Regions from separate parts of the Mus musculus genome. Here region 2 is linked to region 1. A link is a contact called in public Hi-C data. All regions are on one chromosome and are shown on one strand. Each heading gives the region's core, a stretch centred on a gene start, on an enhancer-like site or on the middle of the called end of the contact. The rest is flanking DNA. Distances are from core to core; before and after follow the strand shown.

Region 1 (4,165 bases), core at 1,492-3,991:
CAACTCTGAAAGGATGTAATCAGTGGGGCAGCCATCCAAGGCTAGGGGCAGATTTCCTAGAGCCGGTTAATAAATCTTTATAGTTAATTATTGTTTAATATCTAATGCCTATTTTTTAAATAAATCTTCAACGTGTAAATTTAAACTATTTTAATTCTTTTTATTTAAGGCTTTATTTACCATATATCAAAGCCCACCTCTGATGAGACACGTGCAGCCATATGAAATTTTATTGTTGGGAAAATTTTTATCTATCATAGCACTATTATGTAATTTTGTAAATGATTTATAAAGTAATGTGTTATTTTCCCCAGAGATAAGGTCATGTTAGTGACCCCATCTCAAGGGATGGTTTCTTATACATTATTCTCACTTAAGACCTTGGACTAGGCTACAAGGAACATGTCATAAATAAGAAAAGGAATAAAAGAAAATAAAACAGATAAATCGCCATGAGAATTACAGCTCAATATTTTGCTCTGGCCAAGAGTTCTATAACTAGTTCCAGGAGGCCTCCTCCTTTTGCAGTTTTTGCCTAAGTCTGTGGAACTTGTCACACAGATTCTATTGGGACTGGTGTGACAGTTACCCCTTTCTCTTAACACTCAAGATGTCCATTAAGCAAGGTTCAGGCAAGAGTGTGGTCGAGGACTGTTCTCTGAGGACTGAACACAGACAGGAATGAGATTTGAATAAGAAAAGAAGTGGCAGCCACAAAACTGGTTTATTGTGCGTGTGACTCTAAGCTAGTTTCTGGACTAGGATTTGTTGCCTGCTAACGTGTGAATGCACAGAGCTGATAGGGGGAGGGGCTAACCAGAAATGTAAAGATGCCATAGTCACTGGGCTGGGGCTGTCCAGCAGGCACTAAGAAGCTAAAGCGCTGCAGGAGGCAGGTGAAGAAGAGGAAGAGCTCCATGCGGGCCAGGGGCTCCCCCAGGCATGCTCGACGACCTGTGGGTCAGAAAGGGCTCAGTCAATCTGGGACTTGATTGGTGCTTTGTGGGACTGTGAAAGGCAGCCTGTTTTCTGGTCAGGTGAGACTTACTCTGGAGACTCAGTAGAAACTCTACAGAGCAGTGAGCCATTCTCCCAAACAGACATAGGTGCCTGACACCACGGAGCCCCCAGCTCCATAATCCTGTGACTACCAGTCACATCCCCAAACTCCTTGTATTCTGGCTAGACTCCATCCCCACAGTATCTGGCTATAGCCAGGTATGCTTCTTACCACAACTGCCCTGCAACTGCAAGATAGCCCAGCCCACTATAAAAGGGGCTGCTTGGCCCCTCCTTGTTCTCTTAAGCTCCCACAGTCTCTTAATCTTATCTCTAGCTCTCCTTCAGCCCCTCCCTTCCGGTTTTTCTCCACTTGGCTATGGCTGGCCTATTTCTTTCTACCTTCTCTCTTTCTCCCTGTTTTTCTACAATAAAGCTCTAAAACCATAGACAATCTCTGCTCATTGAGACTCACTGTGTTGGGGAAACAGAGTAGGCGTTCCTCTAAAGAGCCACATCTAACCTCCCACTGGAAGGCCTTCCTGCACTCCAGCCATGGCCGCCAGCCAACCCAAGGCACCCACCGAGCTAGCAGCCTGAACTAGTCAGGTTCTCTCATCCCTGCAGTAAACTGCCAGGGCTCTCCCCTTACCCTCCCTCCGGCCCCCGGCCAGAGTCCATCTGAGGGCCTGTTCTCAGCTCTTACACGACATACAGTGACATCTGGGATGTGTGAGACTGAGAACCTGTCGTCTCTGGCCTCCATGAGGCCCAGAGACCCTGGACTGCTTCCTCTCTGCCCCCCCTTGAACTGAGGTTCATAGCTTCCCACAGCCAGACGCTCACCCGGGCGGCATAGAGAGTGCAAGGCAGTCCCCCATGTCCAGTTCGGGTTCTCTCCCACCCCCTTTATTTCCCCAGGCCTGATGCCCCACAGTGCTCCACCCTCCAAGGCACCCCGGGGAGAGACAGGGAGCCAGGCACCCCAGAGGCACCTGCTGAGAATGGCATGAAGGCCTCAGGCTTCACAAAATGGCCCTGGGCATCCAGGAAGTGTTCAGGATGGAAGCGGAGGGGCTTCTCCCAGACAGTCTCATCCTTTAGCGCGGAGGACAGGTTGGGGATGAGGGTCGTCCCCTGGCAGAAGGCACATGGTGTGAGGTTGGACTGGGGTGGGGTTGTCTAGTCTCTGATCACCAAGCTCACATGCATGGTCTCTACCTCACAGACTGGATCCTTTCATATAACCTTAGCCCTAGAGACTTCTTAGCTGTCATTAATACTATGACATGAATATGTGATAAGTGACAGATATACACATTGTCACCTGTATTTGTAGGTAGTGGCTGTTACCACTTGACTTTCCAGTATACAGTTCCTGCTACTGTTTCTCTTCCCATAGTTACCTGGGGAAGCTGGTTCTGTGGCATGGAGAACTGGGTAGCCTAAATTCCAGTCCTATCTTAAGTGGACAGCTCAGACATTAGAGAGCTAGCAACCCTGACTAGACATTGGAGGGTCCCAGGCCTACCTTAGGGATAAGGAAGCCCTGTACTTCCAATATCATGAGAAGTCTTGTGTGGCAAGTTCATTGGGACAATGTCTGCAAAGCGCTGCACCTCATGAATGACAGCATTGGTGTAGGGCATGTGGGCCTGGTCTGCCATCTCTGGACACCGCACCTGCCCTATGACCTCGTCGATTTCCTCTTGCACTCGGCCTGGAAAGGCAACAACCACTTAGAAAAAGGAACACCAGAGGGGTGTCCTTTGTCCCTCTACTACTGCTCTGTTAAGGGCTGAGCCCATGGGAGAAAGGTGACCATCACCCTTGCTGGAGTCTGGGTTAAACCAGTGTTGGGAGCCACAAGAGTCCCAAGTAAGCTTAAGAACTGTGCCTCTACCCTCCTCCTCCTTTCTTCCCAGCCCCATCAGTCTCACGCTGCACATCTGGATGCAAGATCATGAGCAGCAGGGCCCAGGTCAGAGTGATTGAACTGGTCACAATCCCAGCACCAAACAGGTCAAAGACAACCAGACGTAGATTTGCTTCATTGAAGCTACTCTTAGGGTTCCCCTTTGCCTAGGACACAGAAAAGCAGTAGACTCAGTGGAGAGACTGGAAGGCCCCATAACACTCTCCTGATGACTTTAGGTGGTGACATTTCAGTGTCACTGGGTTATTCACAGCGCAATGGACACCAGATTGCAGAGTCTCTCACCTTCTCCATTTCAGCCAGAAAGGCATCAGTCAGGTCACGAGGTGGCTGGTCAGGGTCCCAGGTCCTCTTGTGCTCAGTCACCAGCTTATTTACCAGGGTGAGAAATGTCTTTTGCCCAGGGAAGACTTTGTCAGCCAACCCTGGGATGTGCAGGAGAATTGGAAATGTGTTCAGAACCTGTAACAACCATAGAATATGGTAAGTTTTCCTGCTGCCTTTAATTTAACGAGTTGAGTAAATAATTAGTTAAAATAACAATAATAAGTAAGAAATAACTTCAGTAATAATAGTCATTATTTCAATGTGTTTCCATGTGCAAATGATGTGAGCAGTGCTATTGACACAACAAAGATGTTGAGGTCCAGGAAAACCATAGAGAGTCAGTTGCGTGGCATCCAGGATTGAAACTCAAGCACCCTGCTTGCCTGGCAAGCTCCTTACCCACTAACCATCTCTCTGGCTCCTGGGTACATAGGCTTAGTGTTGATCTCGGCCAGTCTTAGTTACCAGCCTCTTCCATGATGGACACGGGCCCTATGTGTTCCCACCCATCACCTGACTCCTTCTTAGTCCATGCCTTCAGCCTCTAGCAGCACCTTGGTGGAAATCCCATAGGCTTTGGTGGCTTCCCTGTGAGCAGAGGCCCAGCTTCTCACATTCTAGAGGGCCTAATCTTGGGCCTCTTCTCCCCTCACATTGCTGCATGCTTGTCAAGCTTCAGGCTCCTATTCCTGTGGATGACACTTCTAGAGGTCTCCTTTCCAAATCTCCTGTCTACAGCCTCCTCTTGGAAGATGGAAAGCAGGGAAGTTGATCTGAAGGCTGCCCTTGAGTCTCCTACCTCTGGAAACAAGCCAGTATTCTCTCCCATGTTTTCTTTCAATATTTTTAGCATCTTGATGAAGTCAGGGTCTCCATACTCAAAGCGACGGGCATAAATGAGAG
Region 2 (3,889 bases), core at 1,201-3,700, 66 kb before region 1:
ATATAAAATACCTATTCATGATCATGCCATATGACAATAAGTGGATCCTTTTCATCTCACCTAGGCATGAGTATGCCTAGTTTTAAGATACTATGAGGCACTCAGCAAGGAGATCTTAGGCATCCAAATTTTAAATTTTAAAAATGAAGTGTTATTTAAATAATGTGCATGGGGATATAATTCCTCCCCTTCTTTGTTTTTTAAGGTATAGTTTTTAAAGTTCCACAATACCTTGTCCTTGAGAATTATAAAAAAATCTCAGTAACATGGGTAACATTAAATTGTTGAAAAAACATTTCAAATACTTGACTGTACTAGCCAGTTCCAATATCTGTTTTAATCTGATTTGGAACGCCAAGCATAAAAAATTAACATAGGCAATGACTAATTACACTTTTAGTTGCTTCTCTTGTTAGAGCAGTTGCAACTAGAAAGGTCGAAAAGGTATCAACAGTCACATGTGCATATTTTATTTTTTAAAATCAGAAATATGAGTATCCATTTACAATAATTGATTAAGTATAAGTCCTCAAGAATTAACACCATTATGTGGAACAGGTAGAAACTGAGCACACTGAGAACAAGTCTTTACAATTTGACATGCACGTTCTCTAAAAATACCAAATTATTATCTCAAGCCATTACTATTTTCATGATGTAAATAATGAGATTATATGGCCAATTATTCTTGTGTAAGGCCTATAATCTGCCTGGGATATAAAAATTAAGCATGGCATCACCATAAAAGGTCTTGTCCAGGCAATCTAGAATGAGAAAGACAGTCCTTTAAAGGAACAGTTTTTTTCTTAACTTGAGTTGTATATGCATAAACAATTGCAAATTTGAGAATTCATAGTATCTAAAAAATGAACATTTCAAGCAATTGTAAGCCCTGAGTTGTATGTATGTATGTATGTATGTATGTATGTATGTATGTATGTATGTCTGTATATATGTATGTATGTATATGTATATATACATATATATAAACTATTAGTATACAAATTAAAGCTTGATTTTTCAACATTTTAAAACACTGACTATAGCACACAATTTAATTATCTGTGCTGAAGCAGGAGGAAACTCAACAGAATAAACATGTGATCCAATCTCATATACTTTTCTCCCATAGAAGGGCTGTTTTTAAATACAGTAGATGTGTTCTTTATGGGAAGCATGAATGCATAAATTTATAGAAAACGCAAAAGCATGCATAGAAGCAATCTTTAACAACTTATCTTTTGGGTAATGATTATCAATTTTATCTAAAAAAAAATTGCTATGCAATAGGCCAAATATCAAAATTCTGAAATAACCAATTTAATTGCTGTTTGGAACAATGAACAGACACTTCATCAGGTTTTTAAGACACTTTTTTTTTAAGACACATTTTTTGCTGTTGTTGTTTTTTTTTTTAAATACCTTCATGATTTTATCTTACAATTATTTATTAGCACCATAGCAGTGTTATAATAGGATGTTGAAACTTTACTTGGAGATGAAGAAAGATAATTTTACATTAATGTTCTGTTTTGCCAAAGAATTGCTGTGGGCACATTAAGTAACAATAACTAAAATAAGCAGCTAATATTTGATTACCATTGATTACAATTGATAACAATTAATTATAAAAGCTTTCTCTACTTTCTGCAAAGCCTTTTGTTTCTCACCAGTTAATTTGCATCTCCCTTGATAACATCCAACAAAGGCTTGAGTCACCTTAAGACCTTAAGGTGAGGTCTTAGCCAATTAACATCTCCTGGAAGCTTTTGAAAATAATTTGAAGTAAACAAATCATCTTTTCTTTCTTAAATTTTCTGTACACAATTTTTCTAGGATAACTAAGACCCTAAATGTTTAAATGATATTGCCTCTGAATCTTTTCTGGAGCAACAGCTACTCCCCAAAACTTTAAAGCTCATTGTGTGAGAGCAAAGATTTGAAGTAAACTTCCCTTCATTTGCTAATAAATTACTGTCCACTTAAGAAGCAATATACATTGAAAGATTCAAAGTCTTAGCTTCTTGTATTGAAGCAAAACTAGAAAAAATTATTATTATTATTATTATTTATATAACATAAGGCTATTAGCCATACCTAGAGGCAAAACTTTCCAATGATCACAAGCTCACTGGAAAGAGCTTTACAATGCAAAGGAAAAAACAACCTTCCAAATCTATAATAATTCTATATGGAGTAGGCAAGCCAGATTGTAATGCCTCTGTAAGTTCTACAGCCTCATTGACCTTTCATAAATCTAAAATTTAAACTTTATTTTGAACAACACCTGGATAGATCTGTAATAATGTTTTAGCTTTAAAAAAAATTATTCCCCAGAAGCAAGAAGAGGCAAGGTCCCAAGAACTTCCCTAGGCAGGGTTTGCAAAACAAAAGAAAAGCCACATAAGCCTCTCTGAGGCTCCTCTGAGCTTTTCATTAACTCAAATGTAAATATTTCTTAATCTGAGCATTGATTAATCTCTGCTTGAGTCCTGGTCCAAAGATTATTCCTCTTGCAGTGAGGACAGATTGCAGAATTTCTAAGTTTCTTTTGCAATCCATAACTTTTGGAAAGCAAAACCCAATTTTAAACAATTTATTTTCTTAAAAATCAATATCAGAAACATCACTTTCATGTTACCAAGTTTGGCTGCCAATTCGTATATATGAATGCATGACAGTGCAAACTTTAATGCTTTATTAAAGAGACATTGTTTTAAATCTTATCTCTTTTTTTTTTTAAATTTTTTTAAGATTTATTTATTATTTTATGTAAGTACACTGTAGCTGTCTTCAGACACACCAGAAGAGGGAGTCAGATCTTGTTACGGATGGTTGTGAGCCACCATGTGGTTGCTGGGATTTGAACTCTGGACCTTCGGAAGAGCAGTCGGGTGCTCTTACCCACTGAGCCATCTCACCAGCCCCTAAATCTTATCTCTTATAAGTCTAGTTTCTAGGATAAGAATCACATAAAATATTATCTCAATTTAGAAGTATCTCTAGAGGCCTAGTTTCCTGGGCTGGTTCATGCCACGTGCTGTTGTTTTAAAATGACTCCAGCCCTGAATTACCAGTTTTATGCTAACTTTCTTGTTACTAATGTTACACCTTTTCAATCATACCACATAACTTATAAGCTAATTCTTTATGACTAAGACAGGCAGAGCATATTTATACTTTTAAGACCAGTCAGAAACCAAATGAAGTGGCTACACAAATCTTATACATTTTGATGAATCAAAGAATTTTACTTTCTAGCTATAATTTCAAGATAAAAAGCACTTTGTCATTTGCTGAACCCAAAAATCAGAATTGCAGAGAATTTTCTAGAAAAAAACAACTATCAGCTTATTTGCCTTAGAACTAAGAAGTACAGACCCCTTTTTAAAAACAGTTTTTCAGCAGGAGCTATCCTGCTGTGTGTTACTCCTGGCTAAGATGTGGGGCAACCTTTTATCAGCCTCCACTGTGTAAACTGAGACTGAATCAAGAGATGGATAGTCAGCGGATAAAGTTTTAACCATTTTTTTTTTCTTTTCAACATGAAACATAGAACAGTCATTCAGAAAATGAAACAACAACAACAACAAAAAGACACGAATTGACACATGAACAGATTGGTGCACCAAACACAGACAATACAGAGAGGGTAGAGAACTTGATGTAACCAGAACTAATGGTATCTCCTATAAGGGCTAGAGAGTAAACAGGATGTCCCCCGATTTTCCTCTGTCTGTGGGAGAGCTCCAAAATCCATTTTACTTCTCTCTTTATCTCTCTCTCTCTCTCATGTCATATGTATATCTAGCATCTCCCTTTTAAAAACATTTTTTTACTCATTTTATTTATTTTATTTTTATTTTATTTTATTTTATTTTATTTTATT

Evidence for each region. A called contact is a pair of places that touch in the nucleus more often than the background predicts.
Region 2: a contact with region 1 is called in a Hi-C map of liver, with 2.5 times the contacts expected there. The contact joins two enhancer-like sites. A contact is called at or near these places in 5 of 484 Hi-C or Micro-C datasets (liver and nephron progenitors), 2 of 115 datasets of contacts at active chromatin or transcription factors (hepatocytes and liver) and 1 of 9 other capture datasets (embryonic stem cells).

What each region holds. Positions count from the first base shown.
Region 1 is chr15:82,636,045-82,640,209 of GRCm38.p6, forward strand. It overlaps the pseudogene Cyp2d13. Among named protein-coding and RNA genes, the nearest start is that of Cyp2d34, 17 kb to the left of the region's middle. Within about 2 kb of position 2,742, at least 6 of the 459 cell types and tissues checked have an H3K27ac peak or open chromatin away from gene starts, as enhancers often do. A contact at or near this core is called in liver, where this site is marked.
Region 2 is chr15:82,570,556-82,574,444 of GRCm38.p6, forward strand. No RefSeq gene overlaps it. Among named protein-coding and RNA genes, the nearest start is that of Cyp2d12, 17 kb to the left of the region's middle. Within about 2 kb of position 2,451, at least 2 of the 459 cell types and tissues checked have an H3K27ac peak or open chromatin away from gene starts, as enhancers often do. A contact at or near this core is called in liver, where this site is marked.